2 separate regions of the Rattus norvegicus genome follow, and region 1 is linked to region 2. The links are chromatin contacts, called in public Hi-C maps. All regions are on one chromosome and are shown on one strand. Each heading gives the region's core, a stretch centred on a gene start, on an enhancer-like site or on the middle of the called end of the contact. The rest is flanking DNA. Distances are from core to core; before and after follow the strand shown.

Region 1 (4,685 bases), core at 1,755-4,254, 80 kb before region 2:
GCTAGATGGTGCTAAATGGTCTCTAGCCTCTCCCTAGCCATTCTGTCTTCCTAAAGGTTTTCTGGGGTCCCTCCCTATGACTACTGTAAACACCCTTTTCCAGAATAGTCTCCACTTGTCTCAAATGCACCCAAAGCCATTGAAACTTCTAAGGTTTCCCCTGGGGAGGAGGGACTTGGGTTCTGAAATGTTCCTTCAAGATGGACTAAGGAGCATTTTGTAAAGAGCACTTTGTTACTCTTGTAGAGGTCCCAGGTTTGGTTCCTAGCACCCACATGGTGACTCATAACCATCTAGAACTCCAGTCTCAGGAGAGCCGATGTCCTCTTCTAAATTCTGTGTGTAGCACCAGGCATGTAAGTGTAGTGTGTAGGCAAAACATTCATACACATTAAGAAAAGAACATGAAAAACAAACAAACAAAAAAACAGATGAGAAAAGATGATCTGGCAGAAAGCCATCAAGAGAAAAAGCTCCAGTTGTGTTGTTTCTTCTCAGGATTTTGAAGAATTTGTGACCCAGCTGGATGAAATCATGGCTTTGAAGTCCAAGTGCATCCAAAGTCTGAGAAGCCAGCTTCAGCTCTACCTCACCAGCCTCGGTCCAGCTGCAGCCCCCAAGAGAACTGTGGTGTCTTAGAGGCAAACTCATCCTGGATGGACAGTGCGTGTTCTCTGGGGCTGGAAGAGGCTCTGCCAGGGCCTTCCTGCCGTGCCCCTAGTGTTACCCTAACCATACATGGCCTTGGATGACCTCACTACTCGGGGACAGACCTCATCTTATCTCAGTTCCAACTACAGGGCCATCTGTAACAAAGTTCCAGGCTGAAAACCTTCATGTCCCCTTTTGTTTGGGGCTCAGAGTAGTCACTTTGCCCACCTGTATCTGTAGGAACATACTTGGTCTAATAACATTGTAGATGTTCCTAAATTTGAGGGTGGGACAGGGGTGTTTAATGTTAATGATGAGAGGTGAGAGGCTAGGGAGCAAACTGAGCCAGTAGCTTTATTCTGATGGTGCCTTTCTGTACTTAAAAGACTACAGCACCAGTACCAGGCAGACAGTCAGGTAAACTCCTTCCCAGCAGAGAGTGGAGATTATAAAATGAACAACTCTTGGTATCTTTCTTTAGAGCAACTGAGGTCTGAGGTATGCTTTATGTTTACGGTTTCCTGCCCTGCAATCCAGCTTTGAGGGTGCCGACAGAAGCCCATGGACAGTGGCTATTAGCCCTCAAAGCCCTTGTGGCAGATCCTAGCTCCTGTCCATGACCCAGTGCCTCTGAATGATTAGTCAGGCTGGAGGATCTCAGGCAAATCCATTGCCTAGGCCTGAATCTTCCAGGGCACCCAGGCCAGCAGCACACAAGGGCCTTTGCTATGGTGTCTTGGGACAGAGTCTACAGTCAGCAGTCTGAACCTTCTGACACAGCAGCAGACACACAACTTTTCAAATGAGTTCTTGCTGTATTACTGGGGGCTGGGGTGGGGTGTCAGATGTTATCAGGTACCTTATTTTAGAAACAAGTGTCTCACTGCTGATCTGCTCAGACTGATTAGCTAACAAGTCCCAGGGTCCTTCTTGTCTCTCCTTGTTCTCTATGTAGACCAACTCACAAAGATCCTCCTGCCTCCCAAGTGCTAGGATTAAAGATGTAGCCACCATTATACCAAGCTAGTCCCGACTTTCCACAGTTACTAGAGATCCAACCTCAGTCCTCATGCTTACACCACAAGCACTTTACTGAATCACCTTTTTAACAGAGACCCTCCAAGAGTCCATTAGGTCTCCCTGAGTTAACCTGAGATTCATGTGTCACAGCCTAAGCCACAGAAATTTAAGGAGAACTCTGGTTTTAGGATGTTACATCTAAAAAGCCAAGATAAGCCAGATGTGGCATTGTTCATCTGTAATCCCAGCATTTGGGATGCTGAGGCAGAATGAGGACTATAAATTCAAAGACAACCTGGACTACATAGTGAAATAATGGTATTATTAAGCCAAAGGCTAATTCAAAAGAGCTGAAAAGCTACAGTCTGCCAGCCACAGGCAGTTGCTTGAATTGACCACCAGGTGGCAGCCTGTTCCTAGGCTGTATAGCCTCTCACATTGCTAAGACCCAGAGACCATTCTCAGACTGCCAAAAGGATGTGTGTGGATTCTACTAGAGGTAAAGACTAGAAACTTTAGGGATGAGCTATCAGCTGCAGGAGCACCACTGTAACCTTGCCTGTGACTGGTAGTATTCACAAGCAAAAGGATTTGTCAACTTTTAAAGGGTACCTGTATGCCCCTTCTCTACTTTGGCAAGAGAGCACATACCCTTCTTCCACAGACTGCACTATAGACCAGGTTTAAATAACTCTTTGGGTCTCTATTTGTAAGCCAAAAAACTTATGGGAGCTTCCAGGTCCCATAGGCCCTCCGTGAGAAAAGGATACCAATCTACCCACTGTTCTGAGTCAAAATTTGTCCAAATAAAGAGGTTAAAGCAGCATGGCATACCTTTTAGATTTTTATTAGTAGTTCTCTGAAGAATCAAAATAGTTAGCAAATTACTTTAGATTCAAGACTGTAGTATATCCTTTGTTGTTTAAATCTTTAATGTTGAAGAACATAATACAAACAAACCAGAGAGACTGGTTTCTATGCCTAGGTGTTATTCATTTGTCATCCTAAAGCAGGGCTGGAGAAGGCTGTTCAACAACTGGGGGTTAGTGCTGAGTGACAAGTCGTGGCCTGTTTCCTCATCAATGTGCTGGGAAGGAGCCGATGATTACTCAAACTGCTTACAGCTTCCTAGCACAGGGGCTCCAATGCCCTGGGCAGCAGAGGATTATGGTCTAAGCCAAAAGAAACAGTCTGAAGAGGGGCACATGGGAACTGCCTGGCAGAAGAGGCAGACTTTGCCCCATGAGGAAAAGTGCATCTTTGTACCGCAGAGACATTCCAGAACCAGTGTAACACTAAGGGCTGTGTGTGGGGGAAGGCGGGCCCCGGAAGAACCTCTCAGTTGCATTCCACTTGGGTTAGAGCCCAGTCTGCCAGTGAAGCAGCAGAGAGGACAGCGTCTAGCCCCAGAGCAGCAGCAATCTGCTCCTGTCTTCCCACTCTTGGTAGCCAGGCTAGGTTTTGGCTGAGAACATAAGTATTCTTCCTGAAAGGCCAAAGTGGGAAGGACACTTCTCAAAATACAGATGTTTAATATCAAAGGAACCAGTAGAGGGCATATATGTATGCCCAAGTCTTCCTACTTTGCCCCAGCTCAGGCCTGGGCTCCCAGAGCAAGTGTCACCTCCACATCTGACCTTCTAACCCCCAAAGAAAATCTGGAAGCATGTCCCGTCTTCCCCACAAGTGAGCTGTGCAGGGCCTCCTTGGGGAATGGTGGTGCCGTGGCAAGGCCGTGGCAGGGCCTGGTCTCAGCTGGCTTCAGCCCGGGCCATGAGGTCTTCCAGAGCATTGTCCTGGTCATTGTTGTGTAATAGCAAAACTTCCTTAATGTCTTTCAGTTCAAAGCCCATTTCCTTAAATTTGCTCATTAACTGAAGAAACTCCATCATCTATGGGATAAAGGAAAACCTTTTTCAGAAAGAGTTCAGTCACACAGACTAACTGAATGTAGACGTATACTGCAGGTGAAGGATCTCAAGAGCCCCGGCCCACCAAGACAAAGTACTAAAACCCCTAAAGAATGCTTTCTAGATAAAGGGAAGGCAGAAAGCTTGGCTTTTAGCACAACTCAACTTTCCCTTCCTATCACTGGGATTCAACCCCAGGTAGTGCAGGGTCCCCAGAGTACACCAGGACAGTCAACTCTGTTCCTGTGAATGCATAAAGGTTCTTACCTTTTCTTCTGAACACTGGTGCATTTCCAGAGCCTCTTCCACTAAAAGAGGGTCAAAACCCTTCTCACAAAGCTGTCCATGTGCAAAGAGATAGTCGAGAATCTAAGAAAAGAAACAAGACGAGTCCTACTGTCACTTCTCTGTGTTGAGTTTTAGACCTGTGTGAAGTCAGCTCCATGTCTCTCCCCCGTTATCAGGACTAGACTGTGCCTTGAATGTGTTGAGCACAGCATGACCTCAGTAATTACTTGGTAAACAAACCGGCACACCCTTCTAGAAATGAGCAGCCACATCCCAAAGGAGGTGGTACCATAGCCGACTCAACCCCCAGAATGTAAACTCAGAAAAATACAGTGCATGTGAGAAATAGTATGCTATTCAAAACTTCCTGTGCAGCCATGACAAAAGTTTCTGGAGGTAAACAGAGAGTAGTAGACTACGCCTGTAATGCTAGTGTTCAGGCCCATGAGTCCAATGCCAGCCTCAGCTACCTCAGTTCTGAGCAGCATGAGCTGTACAAGACCCTATCTCAAAAAGAAGTAAAGATTAGGACATCTAGCCATATACTCAGTCTGTCCTCTGGAGGACAAAGGACAACAGCCCCAGTGCCCACCCCTGGCTATTCCACATTCTCCAAGCAGTCCTCAAGGATTACTGCTGAGCTCTTCTGGCTTCCCTGAGGATACCCCAATCTCCACATACCCACGGGAGGAGGCTGGAGTTGCAGGCACTCGAGGACCTCAAGATCACAACCCTGACTTGAGGCCACCAGGCTGCTCCACCCACACCTTGCAGACCAGCACCTCACCTGCTCAATATTCTCTCCTTTCTTCTTCA
Region 2 (4,761 bases), core at 783-3,282:
AGATCCTCAGAGGGTTCCAGGCTCTTGTCCACTGAGCTCCTGGGTCACCTAGAGCATTGTGAGGCAAGACAGAACCAGAACAGACTCAAAGAAGGAGACTGCCACAGTCCTGCCCACTCACAATGTGTTTATCTCTGAAGACACAGGCCTAATCAGGAAAGATGGGACTGCCTCTCCCAAGGTAGTACTAGGGATTAGTTGCAGTGCTGATTTGGGATGGTGGAGCCATCATTTCAATCTGGAAAACAAATCAAATCTTCTTGTAGGCAGAACTGCAGATGGGCCAACACAGTTCCCTGGAGGTATGAGGCCTGAAGCTGAAGGGACCAGCAGGTAACTGGGCACCACAGCCTGAGGCCAGTCAGTCTCAAGCAAGAGCATCCTGGTTCCTCCAAGGGTTTCTTTGCCTGAGGAAAGTGGAAGCTGGCATTCACATTCCTTCAGGATCTTCAGAAAATGGAGGCAAGGGTGATCCCGAAGCCCTACCCCCTTTGATTGGTGACCAGTGCCAGTCCAAACTGGACATGCCAGAAATGACCACTCTCTTTTCTGTGGTTCAAGATTTGACTCCTTAATGGAGATCGAACCTGGGCTCCAAGAGAAAGGCAGGCAATGACATGAATTACAGCATTGGGTCTGTTTCCTGAAGCACGAGGACAGTGTGACTTTGACAGCAGACTTTGAGGATCTGAAACGGGTGACATTCTATGGAAAGAAAGTGACTTATTAGACTTGGTTGAACCATACCTTTAATCCGGCACTGGAGAGGCAGAGGCAGGTGGATCTCTGTAACTTTTGAGGCCAGACTGATAATATAACATGGTGAGTTCCAGACCAGCCAAGACGATACACTGAAACCCTGTCCCCCCCCCAAAAAAAAAGGAGGGGGGGAAAAGGACAGGAGTTAATATGGAAATATGGATAGGGGGCTAGAGAATAAAAGAGAAGTGGAGAATGGAATCTAAGGACTCCCTAAGTGTGGGAGACCTGTGCCACAGGTATGTGAGGCAGCCTGAATTAGCTCCGGTAAGGTACGTTGATGTGGGAAAGTCTGACCATACTGCTGCCTTCCTACCCTGAATCCATCTTAAAGGAGTGTGAAGTGGGGTTCTCTGACCCCTCACAGTGTTTAATCTTTTGTGCACAGTGATAAGTTCGTGAGAAAGTTGGGAGGAAAGTGCTAAATGTGAGGCTATTAATTGCAGAAGAAATATTTCCTGAGGTATAAGGGTCAGCATCTGGGCCCTAGTAGCCTTAACACATTCTCAACAGGCCAACTAAAAAGACAAAGTATAAGGGGATAACTTTAAGGAGATGGTTAACACAGTCACATTGGAAAGAACAAAGACTCATCTAGTGACATTCTCTTATTCAAGTGTATCTTCAGGGCTGACAAGTGGTTTAGTTTAGGCTTAAAGGCAAGAGCTATGCATAACCAAGCAGTCTTTGTCAAGGTGTGGTCGCTTCCATCATCGCTTCATCCAGTTTCTCTGGAAAGGCAGTCTGACAAGTTTTCCCAACTGTGAAATATCTTTCCTGGAGTTAAGTTCCTTTGTTGGCTGGCATTTGTGCCCTTCCTTGTCTTTTCCTTCTCCCAGCATGAGACTCTCAGACTCTTCAACTTCTTAGAGTCCAGTGTTTTAATATCTGATTGCGATCAGGCAATCAGGGTGTCTAGAATATCTTTAATCCTGCCATGATGGTTACAGGTTCAAGATTGGTCCCGCAGCGAGGCAGCCATGCTCCGCCATTACTTCCGCATGCCAGAGGATGAGCTGGCTGAGGTCGGAAAGGCCCCGCCAGAAGGCTGGATTCCTCTGGCCACAGCTTGGCCACAGCTAAACCGCCATAGGCAAGAGGCAAGCGGAAGTTCTCCGAGGACATCAATTCTCCTTGCTGCCCTTAAGTCCCGCCCCTCTGGTCTAGGTGGTGTCTCCGTGGCGACGTGCTGCATGTGAGGCTGCGCAGGAGTGACGAGACGCGGGCGAGTGGGAGGGGGTGTTTTGGTTCTCGCCGCTCGCCGTCCTTTCCAGAACTGGTGGTAGGAAAGCTGCTTGTTCCTGCTTTTCCTTCCCTTTCCCTTCCCAACCCCTTCCCCTTTCCCAACCCGGATTTTCCCTCCTTCCATTTACGCGCCTCATTTTGATCGTCTGCTGCCCCGGATCCAGACTATTTTCCGGGCCGGGCGCACGAAAGCGCGCGGCCCCAGGGCCCGGTACATGACCCGCCGCCCTGCCGCCCCTTGCCTCCTCCGCCCCATGTGGCTGCGGGGCCACAGCGGCGCTGCCCACTATGGCCCGGAAAGCAGTTAGCAGGAAGCGGAAAGCGCCTGCCTCGCCAGGAGCCGGGAGCGACGCTCAGGGCCCACAGGTGAGGGCTCACAGGCCTGGGTCATCACCCAGCAGGGGCTTAGTAGGGCATTCCAGCTGGGGATAGGAACCAGGGACCAGGGCGGGACAAGAACCGGAGCCGGGACGGTAGAGCAGTGGCCGGTCCTTCTGCAGTGTACTGGCGTGCAGGCGGGCCGGAAGGGTGAGGAGCCAAAAGGAAACTCCAAAATGACGCCTTCCGCTGGAAGTCTGCAGCTAGGGATAGAGAGCTTCAGAACCTCCTGGTTCCTTGAGGAAGGAGAAAATGAAGTCAAGGAGAATCGAAAGTAAGACCGGCCTTCCGAAGTTACTGGGGTGGAGACCGAAGTCGACTTTCCAGTGCTACTAGGAATATGGGCCGAGGGTCGCTTAATCAAGGAAATCATCTAAGCTAGGTGCTGGTCCTTTCGGGTCTTTAGACACCAGGAAGAAACACCAGGTGTCATCTCTATACCGCCCCCTTTGGAGAGGAAGGCCTCTCGGACTTGGGATTCCGTCGCAGGTTACCCCGTTGGTATTTGATTTTTCGAATTCTAAAACTGACCGCACCGCAAGTCGCGCGGAGTCAGATGAGCGGCCATTGACTGTACATCCCAGGAAGATCCGAGACCCCAGTCTGGCTCATTGAGCTATATATTCTTTATGCTCTACGGGGTGCACAAGCGGAGAGGGAGAAAGGGGCTGGGTAGAAATGCAGCCCAGGTGGGTTCGGTGATATAGGCTTCATTTCCTTAAGATCAAGGACACCTGGGTATATTTCTGAGCCACTTTGCTCAAGAGGCTAGGTAACCTTTCGTCCTGTTTATCCATTTCCTAGATGTACCTTATTATGAGAACCTCATTTCAGTGCTAGACGAGTTAAGCTCCACTTTCTGGATTACAAATCTGTTAAATTTTTGATCTATGTAACTCCTGAAGGACGAATTCACAGTGGTTCTTTTATAATACAGTCAGACTATTTGTCTTAAGGAAAAGTGGCCAAACCTCTGATTTCTGATGTTGACTTTCACAGTTTGGCTGGGATCACTCGCTGCACAAAAGGAAAAGACTCCCCCCAGTGAAGAGATCCCTAGTGTACTACCTGAAGAACCGAGAAGTCAGGCTACAGAATGAAACCAACTACTCTCGGGTGTTACATGGTTATGCGGCACAACAACTTCCCAGTCTCCTCAAGGAGAGAGAATTTCACCTTGGGACCCTTAATAAAGTGTTTGCTTCTCAGTGGTTGAATCATAGACAAGTGGTGTGTGGCACGAAATGCAACACGGTAAGTTTCAGGAGGACTCTTTGCCTTTGTGCTGATGTTTGTCTTGTCTTGTCTGAGACAGGGTTTCTCTGTGTAGCCATGGGTGTCCTGGAACTTACTCTGTAGGTTACTCTAGCACCTCTCACTGCTATCTTCCCGTTTTATTTATTTATTTGTTTATTTATTGTTTATTTTGGTTTGGTAAGCAGAGTTGGAATTTATTAAGATATTTAATTAGAAGCGTTAGGACAAAGGTGCTGAGGGGAGAATAAACTCTGATGTGGGTCTGGGCTCTTCAGGGAGAGGTTCGTTGTTGTTCATTAATGGCCTGGTCCTCTTTTTCTGCTCCTTTTCTCCCTTCTGAGTCTCCCAATCCCTTCAAGTGAACCAAGTGTTTCAGCCCTGGCTCTGTAGACCGCTGCTCTTGTGTTTTAGATAAGAGGCTTCAGAGGATGGACAGAAATTGATGTCAGAGCATCATTTAGGGTACATGCTAGTGACAACCTAATCCCTGTGTACCAGCTTTTGACATATTTAGAAGTATTTAGCACTTGGCCGAAGGTAGAGATGAGACAAATACTTTTTGACACATTAGAATCCAAATGTAGCATTTGAGAGTCCAGGCAGTAGAATTGCTAAAAGTTCCAAGTCAGACAGGGCTATGTAGTTGGAGATCCTGTCCCACAACAATCAAAATGCAAAGATGTGATTAGTTTTATAGTGGAGTCAAGAAATGTGTGCCCTGGTGTGGTATATTTTAGGGTGTGAGCATTTGCATTGTGAGGAAAATTATGACATGAGCCTAGGGGAGCAGTTTTAAAGAGAGTAACCTTTGTAAGTGAGTGGTGGGGAAGTCTTTATCAGTAAACTATGTAACCACTACGGTTACAAGCACAACAAGCAAGGCCAGAGTCAAGAGTAGATGTGGTGTTTGCATTGTATACTTAAACCGGGAAGCTGCAGAGATGATTAGCAAGGCTCCTCCAGGAGGATGACACAAGTCTGTGAATATCTTTAAAAGTGGGGGTTGGGGATTTAGCTCAGTGGTAGAGCGCTTGCCTAGCAAGCGCAAGGCCCTGGGTTCGGTCCCCAGCTCCGAAAAAGAAAAAAAAAATGGATATGAGTGGAATGGAAGAGTGAGAATGG

The links. A called contact is a pair of places that touch in the nucleus more often than the background predicts.
Region 1: a Hi-C map of kidney shows a contact between it and region 2, with 2.3 times the contacts expected there. The contact joins the enhancer-like site here to the promoter of Dcaf12 in region 2. A contact is called at or near these places in 4 of 12 Hi-C or Micro-C datasets (frontal cortex, kidney, liver and 1 more).

What each region holds. Positions count from the first base shown.
Region 1 is chr5:61,354,895-61,359,579 of GRCr8, reverse strand. Ubap1 (ubiquitin-associated protein 1) reads right to left here. Exons shown (of 7, transcript NM_001012190.1): 5 at 4,657-4,685; 6 at 3,849-3,950; 7 at 2,503-3,563. The coding sequence ends at 3,423. Kif24 (kinesin family member 24) reads left to right here. Exons shown (of 12, transcript XM_039111402.2): 12 at 499-2,502. The coding sequence ends at 639. Among named protein-coding and RNA genes, the nearest start is that of Ubap1, 41 kb to the right of the region's middle. Within about 2 kb of position 3,004, at least 36 of the 93 cell types and tissues checked have an H3K27ac peak or open chromatin away from gene starts, as enhancers often do. A contact at or near this core is called in kidney, where this site is marked.
Region 2 is chr5:61,273,438-61,278,198 of GRCr8, reverse strand. It overlaps Dcaf12 (DDB1 and CUL4 associated factor 12), which reads left to right and starts at 2,032. Exons shown (of 9, transcript NM_001427703.1): 1 at 2,032-2,370; 2 at 3,382-3,636. The coding sequence starts at 2,293. LOC134486930 (a long non-coding RNA gene) reads right to left here and starts at 12. Exons shown (of 4, transcript XR_010066505.1): 1 at 1-12.